2 separate regions of the Hordeum vulgare genome follow, and region 1 is linked to region 2. Evidence: chromatin contacts called from public Hi-C data. All regions are on one chromosome and are shown on one strand. Each heading gives the region's core, a stretch centred on a gene start, on an enhancer-like site or on the middle of the called end of the contact. The rest is flanking DNA. Distances are from core to core; before and after follow the strand shown.

What was found. A called contact is a pair of places that touch in the nucleus more often than the background predicts.
Region 1: a contact with region 2 is called in a Hi-C map of leaf, with 4 times the contacts expected there. The contact joins the promoter of LOC123400994 here to the enhancer-like site in region 2. A contact is called at or near these places in 1 of 6 Hi-C or Micro-C datasets (leaf) and 1 of 1 datasets of contacts at active chromatin or transcription factors (embryo).

The regions. Positions count from the first base shown.
Region 1 is chr6H:431,715,487-431,718,186 of MorexV3_pseudomolecules_assembly, reverse strand. It overlaps LOC123400994 (protein indeterminate-domain 5, chloroplastic-like), which reads right to left and starts at 1,403. Exons shown (of 5, transcript XM_045094712.1): 1 at 1,213-1,403; 2 at 934-991; 3 at 504-816. The coding sequence starts at 702.
Region 2 is chr6H:431,175,571-431,178,270 of MorexV3_pseudomolecules_assembly, reverse strand. No RefSeq gene overlaps it. Among protein-coding and RNA genes, the nearest start is that of LOC123405567, 93 kb to the left of the region's middle. Within about 2 kb of position 1,435, at least 2 of the 3 cell types and tissues checked have open chromatin away from gene starts, as enhancers often do.

The DNA of each region.
Region 1 (2,700 bases), core at 154-2,653, 540 kb before region 2:
TACTAGGAATAATTAGGTTCTCCCTAGTCTACTATTCAGGTGAGACTACACGCAGCTTTAAATGAAGTATACAGTGAGTAAAAAGATGTGACGACCACTTCCAGCGTGGTTTGGATCGAGGTAGCTCATGGAAGAAATTCATTGGACAAGAGGGGGCCGGAGAGAGAAGTGGGAACTGAAGAACATATGAGACTATTTTCGTTCTATATAAATCCAGTGAAACAAATCTTGGACTCTAACGCAGCTCCTATTTATGAAGACACCTCTTTTGTTGTGAATCAAAATTTCGAAATCAAGAAACAAGGGCCAGATAAAGTAAGATCGACATAAGGAGAAACCATAAGCCAATGAGAGAGTTGCCGTTCTCGCATCTAAGATCTCCCAGAGGGGAACTCCTAGCACAACGATCTAAAAGAAACTCTTAGCAGATCCAAGCAAGGTCAGATAGAAGATGTTAGGCATGCCATGAATGGAATTGCAGGAAGGGCACTCTCTTCTCATACCTGGCATGGTTCTCTTCTTCTTCACCGGTGGCGCCTCCGCGGCGGCCTGGTCTGGCCCCGTCGTCAACAACGCGCTGGGCGGCGCGATGACATGCTGCCGTTGTTGCTGGGCGAGCAGTGGCTTCATCTGCTCCTGCTGGTGCCCTTCCCTAATCCCAAAGAGCGCCGCGACGGCCGCCGCTGATGAATTGGATGCCATCGCCGCTCAGATTCACCCTTTCAGCTACTCACCAGCAACAGGGAAATCTTTAACTTTGGGTAGCCCGGTGTTGGAACTGGCAAATTTCCCCTCACTTCAAGAAAAAAAGCAGCGCTTTCCATGAGAGACATGCCAAGAACAAGGTCAGGAAACGTGCAAAGAAGAGGCCTGAAAGTTCTTTCTCAGACTAGGAGGAAAACACCAAAGAGAAAGAGATAGAGAAGGCGATACCTTTCTCATATGTGTGTGTCTTTGCCCGGAGTCGATCTGAAGCTTGGACAAGAAGAGGCTGGGGGCGAAAGAAAAACTCCAAAGGGTTAGGGCTCAATCGCGGAACCAAGATGAACAAACGAACAAACCCACGCAGTGAAATCCAAGCCAGCAGTTGCACTCAGAAACAAGCAACAGGCTAGAGCGCGCGGGAGAACAAATCGAAGCTCGCAAACACCCAAACCCAACCCACACGCGTACGCAGAGAAAAACGAGGGCTTTGTTTCTTCCCCGCCATACCTCTCTGTCTCCCTGGCTCTTATCTATCCCTTGCGCTGCTGCTGCTGCTGCTGCATGCTAGCGGGCGGCTACTAGTCTTCTCCTTGCTTGCTCTCGAGACAAGAGGGGGAGAAGAAGAGGAGACGAGGAGGAGGAGGGTGAGGGTGAGGGTATGGAGGAGGCTAATAAGAAGGTTGCTGTCTGATTCCTTTCCTTCATATCGTTGTCATGCTTTTCCCTATCGCCTTTTGCCCCCTCCTTTCCACACCGCCTACTGTACGCTCCTCTGCTACGTTACTACGTACGCCTGCAGCTCTCTTTTCACGGGCGGCATACGAGTATACTGGTGGTATATACGTACCATTACATTGAATGTACTGGTGTAAATTGAGTTTGTAATTGCATGTACAGCTCAGAGAAATTAAGGGAGTGAGTAGTAGAGTACATCAGCACAGTCGATGGAGTGGAGCAAAGCTAGCGTCGTCGAGCGGCTGTGGGGGTGTGGACCGGCAGGGGGTCCACCGGCTGTGTGCCCCGCGGTCACGCACACGGGTCGTGAAGCGGCTGAGGATTTGGGTCCACCGACACTAGCCGACGTAGGCCGACGCACCACGCACACGGGCGTTGGATTTATGTATGCATCACAGCTTGTTCACGTCTGGATCGATATGTGCAACGCTAACTCTACGCATCTTTATCACGCCTGCATGCATCTCAACCAACGGTTCAACGATGGCCAGAGACTAATCAAGGACAACGGCACGGCTGTAAGAGCTGCATGTCCGTGCACCATCGATTTACTGCTATTTTTGACGTATTCATCACTATGTACCTACATCAGTAACAGAGTACAAGTACTGACAGCTAGCAAAAATTGAGCCTCACCCTCCTCCTCCTCAATCTGGCCTTGGATGGACACTACCAGAACTGAGCCCGGTGGTTAAAATGCCCCACGGGTACTTTAACCAGAAATGTCACGAGTGCGCCTAGCTACCTGCGCCGAGTATCATTGGGCTTAGCCATAGGCAGGTCCAAGCAGTCGCACTGCTATGCATGCATGTCTTTTCTCTCGCACGGACATAGATTTGGACCAAATTTGGCTTCTCCACACCCCACAGGTAGGCACGTACGAAGCCGTGAGTTTCGGGCGGTGCCATGCAATGCAGGCGTAGGTACGTACGGGGCTTGATCGGTGGGAGACCTTCGTCCGTATCGAACTCATACGTCTCGGTGTGACTGCATGTACATATCGATCTCTCTATCCCCAGGCGTCGCTTCGTCGCCGATCGCGGCGTATGCCGTCATGCCTTCAACCCCCGTTGAAAAATTGTGTGCACTTCCGCTCGGCTGTCGTCGTTGATGGAGCTCCACGAAGTTCACATGCGCTAGCTCATTCCGTACTCTAACTCCTCTAAAGCCGTGCAAACACAGAGAATGGGCTGGCCATGGAAAACCAACGTTTTTTTTCTCTTCAAACTCGGAAGCAATTGCCTCGTATGATTTACTTCC
Region 2 (2,700 bases), core at 186-2,685:
GTGAAATTAAAAATTGAAGGGATGATTTGGTAGTGTCCGCGGATGCGTGCATTTGAGGGGGGCGGATTTGCGGTTGCGGATTGTAGATGCTCCTAGCTTACCTTTTGTAGTTTACTCATTTGTCTTGGTGAGAGCAAAATCGACCGTCGATGAATTGCGTGACACTTAGGCGGCGTTCGGATTCCCTCCGCTCCGCGACTCCGCGCCGGAGCGGAGTGGAGTCCAGTTAAATTTTTTAGAGCTGGTCCAAGGCCGCTCCGCTGGCTCCACGGAGCGGAGCATTGCCGAACAGTGCCTTAAACTATATGTATACTTAATTAATGCCAATTAGCAATGTACTCCCTTTTTTCTTAAGTAGAATTATATACAGATTTATATAGATATATTTTAAAGTATATATTTATTTATTTTATTTCGTATGTAGTCAATAAAATCTCTAAAAATACTTATAGGTACGTATGTGCACTTTATCTCCATCAACCACATGCATGTGACCGGACATACAGAAATAAAATGAAAGACATAGTTGTGAAATTAAAAATTAAAGGGATGATTTGGTAGTGTCCGCGGATGCGTGCATTTGAGGGGGCCGGATTTTTCGGTTGGGGATTGTAGATGCTCTTAGCTTACCTTTTGTAATTTACTCATTTGTCTTGGTGAGAGCAAAATCCACCGTAGATGAATTGCGTGACACTTAAACAATATGTATACTTAATTAATGCCGATTAGCAATGTACTCCCTTTGTTCTTAAATAGAATTACATACAGATGTATATAGATATATTTTAAAGTATATATTTATTTATTTTATTTCGTATGTCGTTAATAAAATCTCTAAAAATACTTATAAGTACGTAGGTGCACTTTTCCGTGGAATCTAGAGGCACACTCAGAGTACTAGACTAGCATCTCAGCAGGGAAGTCACATGCATGTGTGCTGTAGTTCGTAGCGACCCGATTGGGTGATCGTAAACTAATACCCGCGAGCTCGATCAGCCAGCTTTTCCCTTTCATTTGCCCTCTGCACTGGCCGCCTTGCCGCTACAGTGGCATGACAGGCGCGCGCACGTCGCTGGAGCAGACCGATCAGTCCGTCGTGCTCCGTCGTGCCCCCCCGAGAGGCCCCGGGCGGCCTCGCGGGCACGCGCGACAACCATGTCACGCCACATCCGCTGGGTTTGTCCCTCCGCCGTTGCGGAGTCAGCCTCGCATGCATTCGGACGCGGGGCCAGGTGGCGTACGCCAGCGATCGATGCCAAAAGCGCCGTCGCAACAAGCACGTCGCGTCGCCGGCGCCACTGTGCCGCTCCCGTCTTTCGGGCGCCGGCAGGCTGCCCGCGGCCGCGCCAGCCTTGGCGCGTGGTGGGCACCGTTCGCTCAGTTTGGTTCGGCAGGCGCGTACGTGTAACAGTTAACTGGTCGACCGTCGTCGGAGAGCGCTCAGGCGAGATCGACATGGACGCGCTGGATCGTAGGACGCCTCGGCCTCGCAGCCGGGGACCGGTCGAAAATCGGAGCACTGGGGCAGCATGTTGCATGCATATGTTTAAAAGCTGTTGCCTATGGCATGCACTGATCGGCCGTCCTGTGCCTGCACACCCGTGTGTACAGGGGGGAAGCGGGTGGGCTCGTGAATCACACTGTCGTGGATTAAAGTTACACCTCAATAACAAGCAAGATATGTGGGTGTGGTGCACTTTTGGGGTAAGTTCGTACTACCATGTACTTCCCGAAACTCTGGTTTCGACAGCAAATGAATTAGTCAGGGGGGTTTCGCTTATGATTTCATGAGTCAATTGTTAGTGCTGGGTGAGACAGAGATTAGATTAGCCTTCTTCCCAATTATCATATCAAAGGAAAGATATATGGCGTTCTTCCCCGACCACACATCCGGTCTCTTTGCACAACATATGATCTACCTCCAATTCAAAAAGATATTTTATGCCCACATACTCCTCTTGGCTAGATTTGGAATCATATCCATGGAATGGTCCATAGATGAACCCGACACTTAGCCCAGCAGGACGGGCCACGCGATCTTAATTTTACTGGAGTACGTGCCAGCCAGCGTCTGAAGTCTGAATGCAAGCAGAAGATAACCTCCCTTCTGATGCGCAATCTCTCCGACTCACGGGGGGTCGAGACTCGAGAGACAGATGAATCCAAAGCCTGGCAAATCATAAGCCAGGCCGGTCCTAACGAGAAAAACACAGAGGGACACATGCATGCTCGCCCGCGCGAATCATTTACACCCTATGCATAAAGCGTCCAACCGTCACTGCGCGCAGATACGCGCACGACAAGACGCTATAGACACGTGACGTGCGTCCTTTTACCCGGCTATCCATCTCTCTCAGCATTCATGCATGCACGCAGCAACCGGCCGGCAGCAGAGCAGATGTACATGCCGATGCATGCATGCGAAATCTTGGGTTGAAATGGATAGCTCACCAAGTGGTAAAATTCGATGTATTGAACTTTTTCGAAAAGTTATGCCGGATTTGAATCCAGCTGAATTTTTTTTCCTCATCTCAGCCTTTTGCTACCTCCAGAGCCCTTGGTGATAGGGTATAACAACCTACCGCCGAGGCCCTTGCCGGTAGAAAAATGACCTACCGCCAGACTCATGTGACCCTGCCGCCAAGGGGTCTGACAATAGACACTCGCGCGCACTGTGTTCGTAACTTACAAATCTTTTTA